2 separate regions of the Sus scrofa genome follow, and region 1 is linked to region 2. The links are chromatin contacts, called in public Hi-C maps. All regions are on one chromosome and are shown on one strand. Each heading gives the region's core, a stretch centred on a gene start, on an enhancer-like site or on the middle of the called end of the contact. The rest is flanking DNA. Distances are from core to core; before and after follow the strand shown.

Region 1 (6,710 bases), core at 2,541-5,040, 53 kb before region 2:
CACTAATATCAAATTAATCTTGTCTACCCTTTGCAATGCTTAAGTTACTTTTATGCACTTGCCATAACTATGTAGGAGAAAATTTTTTTTCTTATTCCTATACTCAATATGATAATTATTTAAGTTCCCTATTCTGATACTCAATTTTATTACGCCCAATTCTATACTAAAGTTGTTGAAAAGTAGGATGTGTGGTATTTCACACAAAATAAAGACATTACATTATTAGGCCAGGCACTTAGTGTTGTTTTCCTTTAAAAAAAAAAAGGATTAATGATGGCTATAAGCTATCATTTTACCCACACTTTTTCTTTTAGATATTCCTGTGACTAACAGCACATACCTACAGGGCATATTGTTGAGGGTGGGTGACAAGACTGAGCAAGAGCTGCTAGTAGCTATCCCCAGACAGGGAATTAATTTGCTCTCTCAGTCTCATTAGCACTAGTCATTAAAAAACTGAGCTCCTTCTCGACCCCCACTCCCTTGCCCCCGAGTCCTCTCTATTGGCCAATCTTTCTAAGCAAATGCATTTTAAACAAAAAGCACCCCCCTCTCCAAGCATCCTTCCATATCTTCTTTGATTCACTCCAGGATGGTTTCTGCATTTGATAAAGCAAAAGAAAACACTCCTTCAGTGCGTTTTCTTCAGACACTGTGGCTGATAACTCTGACAATGACTTTTATTTTTTTAATTTTTATTGTTTTGTCTTTTTAGGATCGTACCCGAAGCATATGGAGATTCCCAGGCTAGGGGTCGAATTGGAGCTGTAGCCGCCGGCCCATGCCACAGCCACAGCATCGCCAGATACGAGCCACGTCTGTGACCTACACCACGGTTCATGGCAACACTGGCTCCTTAATCCACTGAACAAGGCCAGGGATCAAACCTGCATCCTCATGGATACTAGTCAGATTTGTTTCCAATGAGCTGTGATGGGAACTCCTGACAATGACTTTTAAAACAGCGTGCAACCACATGAGATTAAAGTTTACATCATGTTATCAGAACATCTATGCTCAATTCTGTCAAGTGACTCAGTGCGTGACTTCAGCAAGGCTCAGCCTTTCTGTGCTTTTGCTTCCTTCTCTTAAATAAATGAATGAAACAAATTAAAAGCCTGCCTCTGGTACTCAGCAGTCTTTCCAAATGGGCAAAAGGACCCCTTCGGTCAGAAATGCTGGGAGGAGAATCCAGGAAGGCACAGCTGGATCTTGGCTCCAAGGCTCTTTTCTCCTTTTATCCAGCTGCCTGGCAGCAGACAGAAGGGAAAAGGGAGAGAGACTGAGCTTACATGATTTCTCTCATGTCTATGGCCCAAGAAAATGACCACCAGTAGGAAGTCAGAACCAAAGTAAGCCAGAGTCACATTCCCATGGCTTCTCCTTGCTTAGAAGGAAAGCATTAGTGCCAAAGCTTTTTCTCAGGTTAGTCAAACTTGCAATTACAAAGGCAGGTGGTGGGAGGAAAGATTTACAACCTATTCCTGTGAATCTGAGGTTTTAGGAGCAGGGCTGTTACCTCTGACAGTCTGGAGACAGGGGAGAGAGGGACCCCTGTTGGGAATAGACCTCCTTACACAGGAGGTGTGAGCTCTCTATTCTAAAACAACAGAAAGCAAGTAACTTCCGTAAAAGGGCAAGTCAGTGCAGACGATGCACATTTCATTCTTTTGGTGATAAAACTAGACTAATACATGGCAAAGCTCATGCTCTAAGAATAAACACTAACCAAAAGATGAAAAGAGCCCTTGAGTATATGTAAAACTTTGAGGAAGAGAAAGTCATGACTGGAGAATAGAAATAACACATTTTTCATTAATCTCTTGGAATGAATTAGAATCTCAAATCTCATTTACTAGGTGGGATACAACCGCCCAATACAAGCTCCCATGATCTAGAATTATATACCCAGATAGAGAGAAAATGAAACACACTCATGCATGTGCACAGCCAGGTACATGTATGTACACACACACACACACACACACACACACACACACACACACCGCAGAAATCAGCACACAAAGGGCACATGTGCTTACAAACACACCCGGGTCAAAGTACAGACTGATGGAAGGCAAGTGGCAGAGGCTCCCCACAGGGCAGATAATCACAATCAAAGCATCAACTCACAGACTCTGAGGAGATTTTCTTCAAAAGCTCAGCCCCTGGGGTTCCAACGAGTCTTAAAATGAGCTTCAACTGATCAATATCTAATGGTGGACTATAAAGGAAAATGTTGGGACAAAATAAAAATGAAAACAAACAAACAAACAACAAATAAAACAAACAAAATACCCCAATAACAAAAATTTAAACCCCAAACCAAGCCACAACGGTGAATTCATTTAGGTCAAGGCTTCTGCAGGACGGACACTTCAAGTAGAACATGCTCCTCCTGTACAAAGACTCAAAACACTACCACACCCGTATCCAACTTATATTCCTTTTGTGCATCTGTCAACATCCCCTATCAGGAAAGTGAGGCGACTTTAGCTGGGTACTTAGCTGCCAAAGGTAGCAAGTGAAAACACAAAAGCTGCACTTAGTCCACATGCTCAGACCACACCTGTCTCCTTACCTTCCACCAAAGCATCAATGGCCAGTCAAGCATAGAGTGGTGGTCAGCAAAGCCACAGAGGAGAAGGAGAGAGCAGAGGAGCGAGGGATGCACGAGCCTACCCGGGAATGTTCCCCTAAGGCTTGACCTATGGAGCTTGTAATATGACAGGGGCCTGACCACTGGAGCACGTCCTCCAGAAAACCTCTCTGCGCACACTGGCTGTGGAGGCAGAGAACTGAGTGACAAGTGGCCAGCAGAGGGCTCCACATTAATGCAGTACGCAGAGGCTTCAACCTTCTCAATGCATCAATAAACCTCACACCCCACAAAAGCTCTAAATGAGAGGCCACAATGCCCAAACCTTTATTGTGGCAGCCAACTCTTCTATGTATACTCACTACGTGTGTGCACGTATTAACCAGAAGATAAAACCCTTCCATGTGTTCTTATTGCTTTTAGCCTTGCCTAAAAAGCTAAAAGGAGAGAAAAAAAAATCTTATAAAAATAGCTTTCAATATTCCCTATGAAACTACCACAACACATAAATCAACTCTAATGAAAAAAAATAATATTCCCTATGAAAATGTGAGCAGTTTATGCACAGTCTATACTGGCATGAGGGGAAAAGAGGGAAGGATGACTGTCCTCTTCCGTCAGGCTTTTCTGCATGATTAGCGCATTCTTAACTTCAGGCCTCGGCTTAAACTTCCTCTCCTCAGAGAGGCTTCCCCCAACACTCTATACAAAGAAGCTCTGCCCACCCCCTTCCCTGTTGCCCCCCAGCACAACCTTGAGAACAGCACTGTGCTCAGCACAATCTATTACTGTGTTTGCTTCCTGTGTCTGTCACCTCTAGGATCTGCAGCTCTGTGAGGAGAGGGGCTGCCCTACCTGTTCACCTGCTGCATGGTGGGTCCTCAAAATAGATGAGAAGGTACAGCAGGATGGAGAGGAGAGAGAATGGAAGAAAATATTCCTGTTTATGACTATGCATACTAAAACAGTATAGTGTGACTTAAAACCAATGACCTCTGCGAGCCACAGATGCCTGAGTTACAGGAATTAGTTATGCAACAATATCTTGCCCTGTTCTCTGCCTCCCCCCCCCCCCCCCGCCCAGATATGAAACTGGCCTAAATGCAAGAAAATTCTAGACAGGAGTTAGCAAAGCCTAACCTGTTGCCTGCTTTGAAAATAAAGCTGTGTTGGAATACAGCTGAGCCACGGGTTCACATACTGTCTATGGCTTCTTTCACCATACACAGCAGAACAGACTGGTTACAACAGAAACTGTATCGTTCCTGAAGCATAAAATATTTACCATCTGGTCCTTCAAGAAAGGTTTGTAGAACCCCATCTGAGACCCAAACAACTTACATTCTATAGGAAACAAGGATAATTAAAAGCAAGTCCACTCACAGAAGTTATTTCTGAATTAAGAATGGTAGAGAACTTTGTTATCTGCGAACGGCAAAAATCAATGTGTTCTTAATGTTAAAATTTCAATATTTCTTCAAGGTGTTGTCAAGAAAACAATCTTTTTTTTCCTTTTTTTTCTTTTTGGCTTTTTAGGGCCGTACCCCCGGCATACGGAGGAGGTTCCCTGGCTAGGCGATGAATCAGAGCTGCAGCCACCAGCCTACGCCAGAGCCACAGCAATGCAGGCAACAGCAATCCGAGCCGCATCTGCAACCTATACCACAGCTCATGGCAACATCGGATCCTTAACTCACTGAGCGAGGCCAGGGATCAAACCCACAACCTCACAGTTCCTAGTCAGATTTGTTTCCACTGTGCCACAATGAGAACTCCCAGAAAACAATCTTAAAGCGTACATTAACAGAGACTGAGCAGGGAACAGGGACAGATACCATCAAATTAACTGTACTACAATAATCTTAGTACAGGATCATCTTTGTTTATTTAAAATGATTCAGTTTATGAAAATTTAGTTCCCTCACATTCTTAAGGAACAAATTTAACTTGGTAGCTATCCCACAAAATAAAGTATATCACATAACGTGAAAAAAAAATGGACTACTTAAATTCTCAAATAGGTAGTTTTACAATATACGCATCAAAATTAATCTCTAGAAATAACGCTGTGGAGACTGACACTCTTGTTTTAGACTTCTGACTGCTGAAAATGAGTCAGGTTTCACACTCCCTCTGAGGAAGACAGAAGACTCTGGGCTGTGTTTCTCAACATACTTGAGACATATGCCACTCCCAGTGGTCACAGGGGACACTGCAGCAATGACTTGAGGGACCCCATGTGTTTCTCTCACCTCAGCCAGTACAAAACAATCTCAGGCCTGAAAAATAACACCCTAGTTCCTAAGCCTCACATTCATGGCCTTCCCTAATTTGGCATCCAGCCTCTTTTCTGACTCTCTCTCAAATATTATTCCTAATGCACTCAATGTTTCAACTCATACCACATATTCCAGGCACGTTAAAGCTTCTAACTTCTTATTTATCCACGTCATAAACATTCTCGCCTCCTACCCTACCTTTTCTCTCCCTATTTACTCTTCAAAAGTCCAAGAGTCCAAGAGCTCTGCCATAAAGTCTTTCTGGCTATCCTGAGTTTGAGTTAATCTCTGCTTTTTCTCAATAACTTATTCATACTTCTATTAAAGCATTTTTATCACTCTGTCTTGATTAGAGAGCAGACACTTGTTCAAGTGACTCCTGTCATTCACTTCCCGCTGACTATGATCATTCTGGCTTGGAGGACAGTGCCGTCTGCCATCTTATCTCCAGCACTTTCTGCTGAATAGCTCAATAAATACTAACTTGAAAAGATTTCCTGTAATGTGCTTTTCAACTCAGCTTCACCCCTCTGCCTTGCCCTCAAGAATCAAGAATGACCATACTCTAACGGACAGTCTATGTACAAAAAAGAAGTCAAGAAAAGTTGCTTCAGTTCATATGCAAACACTCCTCCTGAAGTATTTACACCATAAAGAGTACACAAACAGAGTGCGTGAGAGTCTAAGGGTGATGGAAAGGAGGGCTGGTACAGCATGACTGCCAATACTTAGGAGATTAGTAAACACACAATGCAAAGTTAAAATCTACTTAGGAGCTAAAAGCACTTGCACAAAGGAAGTCAAAGCACGCAAACCTCAGAAGAAGCCACCATAGGTGCTCCAAGAGCTGGCAAAACCACTGAAATACAAGTCAGTCTTCCAATAATACCAGCTCCTGTATGATCACTACAATTTGTCCAGGCAATTAAGACCAAGGAGCTTCAAGTAGCTATATAAGCAGAGCAAAGCAAAATTTACCATATTATGACAATTAGTTATTTCCATGGCAAGCCATCCTTACTGATTAACAGGTTTGACACTCTTCCCCCAGATAGCAGATATTCTTACTGTTAGTGAAAAATGTGCTTTAATAGTAATGATCACAATGGCTAAATTTAAATCATAAGTCTTCCTAAATCAACAACTTAGGTCTAAGATTACACTTTAGGAGTTCCCATTGTGGCTCAGTGGTTAACAAATCCGACTAGGAACAATGAGGTTGCGGGTTCGATACCTGGCCTTGCTCAGTGGGTTAAGGAGGAGGTGTTGCTTTTAGCTATGGTGTAGGTCACAAACACGGTTCGGATTCCACGGTGCTGTGGCTCTGCCACAGGCCGGTGGCTACAGCTCCAATTAGACCCCTAGCCTGGAAATCTCCATGTGCCACAGGTACAGCCACAGGAAAGACAAAAAGACAAAAAAAAAAAAAAGAAAAAAGGATCTGGCATTGCCATGAGCTGTGGTGTAGGTTGCAGACACGGCTCAGATCCAGAGTTGCTCTGGCTGTGGTGTAGGCCAGCAACTAGAGCTCCGAATGGACCCCTAGCTTGGGAACCTCCATGTGCTACAGGTGTGCCCCCCCCCCCAAAAAAAAGATTACTCTTTAAACTAGGTCCTTTGTAACAAAAGTAAAAGTCATCGAGAATGAATAGGTGTGGGGAAAAAAATAAAGGTAACAGGGTATTTAGAGGGAAAGTAAAAGAGGGATATTCTTTTCACTTCTAAGTGTTCTAGGCAACTCCTCAGAAACCTCTGCAGGCTGGAGAGTTGAAAATGAATAAAAGGACTATTTGTAGAACCTACCTGTGACTAAAAAAAATTCAAATGGG
Region 2 (6,888 bases), core at 3,772-6,271:
AAAGTCTTTATATATCAATAACACAAATATTTGTCATTGTATTTAAATATTTATTGGTTGGTACTAGTAATGTGCAGCCAATCACCTTGCTTTTGGTTACAAAGAAAAGCAAATGGGAAGAAAGATCAGCATGGGTCTATTATCACCACTAGAAAAATAAAGGGCACACCTCTCTTGCTGAGTCAGGTAGTCAACCCTGCATGCTCAATAATGACGAACTTTTATTTATTCATGCCCTGATTCATGCTAAAGAAAAAAAAAAAGATTTAAAATGGCGAATGGCCACTAATACTAAAAAAATTTAGCTTCACTTATATTTACTGTATTTCTTTACATACAATCTTGTTCCACAAAGCATTTAGGAAGCTGGATTTTATTTCTTGGTAAATTATGCCATCCTCTTACTAAAAGTCTTGTTATATACTTTATATACTGATGAAAAATATAAACTGCACAGCACAATGCCTGGAACATAGGAGGCAATGCATAAAATCCAGTTATTATTTGCATCAGGCTATAAACCCAGGGAAATGAGTGTCTTATTCTGCCTTGTTTAATACCCAATCTCAAGAAATAGTTCGTATTCAATAAATATTATTTATAAATGATTGAATATGATTTAATAATAATTCTCAACTGTTACCTATTTTATGGTTATCAGGGTCCTACCTCCTGTAATCAAAGGCAAGGGTCTGGAAAACCCATACCCCAGAGGAAAGGCATTTAAGTTCCTGTTTCTGTTTCCTTAAACTCACCACAAAGATTCCTCCCCCCTTCTGTCCCAAAACCACAAAATCAATGCTTTGCAACAACGTGTTCTTAAACAATTTTGCTTCATTTCCCCTCACAGACAACACACAAAGTTCCTTAAATTGCAAGACTTACTTTAGTTCCCTTTACCCTTAAAAATGAAAGGCATATTTGTAAAACCCTATCAATTCCCAAATTTCAAGTCTGATTTTTTTCCCCCTTTGGTCTTTTTAGGGCTGCACCTACGGTATACGGAAGTTCCCAAGCTATGGGTCGAATGGGAGCTGTAGCTGCTGGCCTACACCACAGCTCAAGGCAATGTCAGATCCTTAATGCACTGAGCTCCAGGGATCGAATGGAGGCTTCATGGATACTAGCCACAATGGGAACTCCTCAAGTCTGATTTCTTAATCTTTGATTCACAGTTGGTTATACAGGCTACTTACTGCATATTTGCTTTTTAACTATATACTTAGTACAAATTAAAACACTGAAATTTGATTTAATATTTTAAAAAATTTTTTAGGTTACACATCAGAATGTATGACACAGCAATCAAATTAGGAAAATGACACATTAATTATTTCAGTGATGTTACATTCCTTGAAATACTCTCAGAGATTCCTTTTGGGAACAGACTTCAGATCCAGTTCTACAAGTCACACAAGAAATTCTGTGTTATTACTTTATGGTTACAACTCCTATTTGATCTTGAACAGTATCACCAACCTGACTGCCTAATCTTTTTCACCAGATCTGAGTCAAATTCTCTAAATTATTTGGATTCAATTTGATTTTGTTATTTTCTAAAATCAAATCTGCTCTCAAAAAAATGAAGATAGTGAAAAATAACACAGATGACAAAGTGGATTTCAAGAGAAGCTAAAAAAATTTTTCTGCCATACCTGAAAGTTGCTAATTGAAAGAACTATTTCAGATAACTAATATGAGACAACACTTGTAAATATAAACTTTGACATTTTTAATCCAAAGTGAGTTACATTTGGAGTTCCTGTTGTGGCACAGTGGTTAGCGAATTCGACTAGGAACCATGAGGTTGCGGGTTCGATCCCTGGCCTTGCTCAGTGGGTTAAGGATCCAGCGTTGCCGTGAGCTGTGGTATAGGTTGCAGATGCAGCTTGGATCCTGTGTTGCTGTGGCTGTGGTGTAGGTTTGTGGCTACAGCTCCGATTAGACCCCTAGCCTGGGAACCTCCATATGCCGCAGGAGCAGCCCTAGAAATGGCAAAAAGACCAAAAAAAAAAAAAAAAAAAAAAAAGTGAGTTACATTTGTTTATGGTCAATTGTCACATAATATTGGTTGTTTCTTTTCTTCCACCAATATGCTACATGTTATACCTTAAATACCCTTAGCAGAACTATTGCTAAAAACAAACTCGGCCTCCATGGAAAGACACACAAGGAACTTAAGAGTAATTGTCTCTGAGGAAAGGAATAGCATGATGGTAGAACAAGAAAGTAAAGGATACTTTCCACTATCCTTTTATAACTTTTGAATTTTATACTATGTGAATGTATCACCTACTTCTAAAAAACTGGGAGTTCCCTTCATGGCTCAGGAGTTAAAACCCTGACTAGGAGCCATGAGGATGCAAGTTGGATCCCTGGCCTTGCTCAGTGGGTTAAGGATCTGGCATTGCCGTGAGCTGCGGTGTAGGTGGCAGACTCAGCTTGGATCCCATGTTGCCATAGCTGTGGTATAGGCCTGCAGCTGTATCTCAGATTCGACCCCTAACCTGTTAGCCTGGGAACTTCCATATGCCGTGGGTGGGGCCCTAAAAAGCAAAAACAAACAAACAAACAAAAAACCTGTTTAACAAAATTACTTCCAAGTGTCACTTACTTATTGATGGCTTCTATAAACCAGAAAAGTATAGCACTGAAAAAATGTGAACTTCATTTTAACGGCACTTTGCTGTAAATCTGAATCTCCAGTGTCAAGACATAGCTAGTCACACCAAAGGCAGAGAAACCTTGCAAGCAGTTCTTAAACTCTTCATAACTGAGCTATTCTGCTGTATCACATCATTAAAGTTTAAACATTATTTGACAGAAAAACACAGTACTACAAAAATTAATGTGCCAAGTCAAGAATGAAAAATGGAGGTAAACTAATGAGCTACTAAAGGAGCAACGATCCAAAATCGTCTTCGAAAATTAGCAAATAAACAGCACACATATATGCATATGGTTAAATGCTGCAAATTCCCTTAAAATATAAACTGCCCTACTATAAAAATGGAAAAAAGATGTCAGGCATAGTGCCATCAGCAACATAACTCAAGCAGCCTGAACTAGAAAACGCAATATGATCTGTTGCTGGACACAATTGCACAATCTCAATTACCCAGAAGATTCTACCAAACAGGAAATTCATGCTGGGACTTTAAGAAACACAGGAATTATATTTAAAGATTAACGAGTCTAAAAGCCTGGAATTTGTGCCAAAACAAAAAATAATAAAAATAATCTTGTAGACCTCTTTTCAAATGATACATGCACAGGAATCACATGAATTAGCTTATGGTCAGGAGTTCTTACATTGCAGTAAATCTAAAATATAGTGTATAAGACCTGGGAAGTTAGAAAAGTTAGCGAAATAGTTCAGGTCCGGAAATGTTATGGTACCATTTAGTTTAAAACACATTCACAGCATGAATTAAGGCTGAAAAGTGTCTCTTCCTTCTTTTGCGATACATTCCATATCCTTATGAAAACCGTGGTGTACCTCAGGCTGTAAGTGTAGATAAGTTCCCTGCAAACTCTCTAAGGGACTTAAAAAGCCCAGTATTTCACAAGAATTATCACAATTTAAAAATATTTAAAATACCTCCCAATATTGTTAGTAACTTTTTGATCTTAAGGGCGTCCAACGGATCTGAATCTCACTTGCTCCAAAGGCGAAAATTGTTTTGTCCAACAATACTTAAATGAGCAGTGGTATGTGACTAATCAGTGAAGCCGCCAGCTTCTCAAGCTGCAGGGTGTTTGCAGGCACTACCACCCACCCCCAACTCTGCGAAAAGGAAATACGCTTTCAACTGAATCGGAAACACACCACTCAAGTTGGCACCGTGCTCACCGCGATAAAGTCGGTATTTTAAGCTCTGTGGATAGCTGCTAATTCAAGTGCGAATTCAAAAAGAACGCTTCTCCAAATGGGATTTCGACAAAGGTTTGCAAAAAAAGCCGGGACGGTACGTCCTTCGTCCTCAGTTTTGTTCAGATGACCGCAGTCTCCCTGGCGAGCTTTGCCCTTCTGTTCCTCCCGGCAGCTCCCGGGCTTGTCTGATCCAAGGGCAAGCTACGGCGCCCACAGTGGGCGCCCCTCGGGAGAGCCCCTCTGTTCGATGACAGCAGGGAGACCGCCAAAGAGGGCCCCCCTGTTCCTGCCCCCAGAGCAGCAACCACCCCACCCCACCCCCGACAAGGGAACGCGCAGGGTGCGAGCCAGCGCCGGGCTCCCAACACCACCGGGTACTCACTGCGGACCTCGTCCTACACACAGCTGACTACCTACGCGGGTGTGCTGAGTGAGGGGTCCCAAGGGTACAGGGAGTCCAGGACAGGGATCAAAGGGGCAGGGATGGCTTCCCCCCAGGGAAAATTCCTGCCGCTTGGTGCATTGCTGAGCCGTGGGGGCAGGCCTGGCTCTGGGGCATGAAGGGCTACCCAGCCCACCAAGGCCCCAGGCCCAGTGACACTTACCACACGGAGCCATAGGCGCCGGAGCCCACCGGGGACAGGTTCTGGTAACGCTCGGGTACCTCCCAGATTGTCTTGTTCAGCTCCTGCCGGTAGAACGTGGGCCTCTCCTGAGACATCTTCCAGCGGCGGCCGCGGGGCGAGGAGGTGGCCCTGCGGGGCCCCGCCTGCGCCCGCACCCGCTCCTCGGACCTCGGCGTCCGCCGGACCCTGCGGGGACCTAGAGCTGGCCACCCGCGCAGGTGCGGCTGCCGCGACCCTGACAACTCCCGCGCGCGCGGCCCCTGTCAGCCGCAGCAGCTGGACGCGCCTCGGCGACTGGGGCGAGCCCTGCTATGGGCAGGGGCGCGCTCCAGGGCTCAAAGCTGCGCCCACCACACTCTCCCTGCACCCGCTTCAGTCCAGGCCGACTCCGGTTTGCGCCGCGGGACTACCGCTCCAGCTGCAGCGCCCGCAGAGGTTCCAGTGGTCGCCGTTCCAGAGCCAGCGAACAGAAGCCTCCTGCCTTACTCTCGCGAGAACAGCTCCCGGGACTCTCCGCGAGCCGAGATTTTACCCAATATGGAACCTGCCTGTGGGCGGGGGTTGCTGAGGGGAGAGGACGGGAGGAGCAATTCTCGCGAGAAGAGAGCAACAGCTGGTCACCAGAGGCAGGAACTCCCGGGAACTGCTCTTCTTGAGGGCGCGAAGGCGGACCCAGGCAAGAGGTGGTCAAGCGGCGAACATTTGCCGCGTGCGCCCCACCGTGGTCGGCGGGGCAAATGCCTAGTTCCCCGGTGGAAAGCGACAGTGACTAATAGGGTGTCGGGAAAGAGCCAAAGGATCTTTGAACTACCACAGCAGCCGAGCACCCGCTTAGCGGAACCTCCAATTTCCAAGAAATATTGCATAAAAAAGAGGTTCTGGCCAGAAAGCCGTTGCAGTCTCATCTGCTCAAGGACATATGGCTTACTCTTCGGAATTCTGACGAAATCTGCCCCAAAGGTAAATATTAGCCCTGCATTAAGTTTGAGGTTTTCCACCCAAACTCTACTAGTAGTTCTCAACTTTCTATGTGCGGAGGAATCACCTTGGGAGTTTAAAAATGAAGAGTCTATGGATCCACAACGAGTTTAATTGGATAGGTCCGCGATGGGCACCAGGAATGTGCCTTTTTACAATATGCCCCAAGTAATTCAGATAAGTCCCTGGTATCTCCGTTTGAAAAGAATTTTTAACACCATTACTCTGAAGGTTTGAAACTGACTCTTACCTTGAAGAGTTTTCCAGGGAAGAGGATTGTAAACATTTAAATCGTGCCTCTCAGAGTAAGAACAGTGCAGAGTGGTCTTCTGGCAGTGTCCGGTTAGGCAAGTCAATTGACCTTTCCTAGACTTTGGTTCCAGTTTATGCAAAAGAGAATTCCTGCCCTACATTCCCTACTTAAAGCTAAACACAATAATAAATGTGAATGGGCAGAGGATTATAATCCCATAACTTCCCCTACTGTTGGCCTATTCCTATGCTAAACCTTGTTACAATAAGCAGGAGAATTGGACCCTATCTATTCTTAGTCATTTCTTTTTAGAAATAACTGGGTTCAAGCCACTAACCATGATTATTCTCTTTTGTGTTATATGCATCCTTGGAGTGCTCAGACTTTGTCTGTCTTGCCCCAACATTTAGCACAGTGCCTAGAACGTAAAAGTTCCCCCATAAATATTTGTTGAATAAATTATGAATAATGACATGGTCTCAATTTAAGAAGCAGAGCAGGATCCTCAGTTCTCCTCAAGGAAAAATAAAACTAAGCCCAAAACCAGGGTCATGAGTGATTTGTAGAAAGCTTTCTTTGGATTCAACATGGTTTGGCTCAGGTTCTCTTGCCTGTGAAGACATGTTGCTTAAAAATGTTCCAAGCTTTCTAAGAAGTAATGCGAGTTGAAGGAGGAAATGAGAGCAAAAATGCAACTGTAAAGAAATGAAGGGTGGGAGTGGGGAACCAAGGTGATGCGTGCATGGGTACAAGGGAGGAAACGTGGGGGAAGTTGGCCTTTTAAGAAACTCATGTTTATATATTATACTGTCTCTGTTTGACATTTTTATTGTTGTATTTCTAGAGTCAAGCATTTACAAGAACTTTCATATATACCCTCCTGACAACTTCCATCTACCTTATTTTTGTTTTAATCAGGTCTCAAACTTTTTTTTTTTTTTTTCTTTTTGGCTGCCCTGGAACATATGGAGTTCCCTGACCAGATCCAGCTGCAGTTGTGACTTACACCGCAGCTGCAGCAAAACGAGATCCTTTAACCCACTGTGCCACTGGGGATGGAACCTGCGTCCTGGTTCTCCAGAGACACCACCCATCCTGTTGTGCCACAGCGGGAAATCTGAGAAACTCGTATATTTATTCAACAAATTGGAATGATG

The links. A called contact is a pair of places that touch in the nucleus more often than the background predicts.
Region 1: a contact with region 2 is called in a Hi-C map of liver, with 4 times the contacts expected there. The contact joins the enhancer-like site here to the promoter of SLC26A8 in region 2. A contact is called at or near these places in 3 of 5 promoter capture datasets (fetal liver and liver), 31 of 47 Hi-C or Micro-C datasets (adipocytes, alveolar macrophages, blood and 15 more) and 2 of 2 datasets of contacts at active chromatin or transcription factors (alveolar macrophages and skeletal muscle).

What each region holds. Positions count from the first base shown.
Region 1 is chr7:31,841,536-31,848,245 of Sscrofa11.1, reverse strand. All of the region lies in intron 8 of MAPK14 (mitogen-activated protein kinase 14), which reads right to left. Among named protein-coding and RNA genes, the nearest start is that of MAPK13, 36 kb to the left of the region's middle. Within about 2 kb of position 3,790, at least 20 of the 83 cell types and tissues checked have an H3K27ac peak or open chromatin away from gene starts, as enhancers often do. A contact at or near this core is called in alveolar macrophages, fetal liver, liver and 2 more, where this site is marked.
Region 2 is chr7:31,789,753-31,796,640 of Sscrofa11.1, reverse strand. It overlaps SLC26A8 (testis anion transporter 1), which reads left to right and starts at 5,021. Exons shown (of 21, transcript XM_003356617.4): 1 at 5,021-5,460. The coding sequence starts at 5,038. It overlaps MAPK14 (mitogen-activated protein kinase 14), which reads right to left and starts at 5,243. Exons shown (of 12, transcript XM_003356615.4): 1 at 4,480-5,243. The coding sequence starts at 4,595.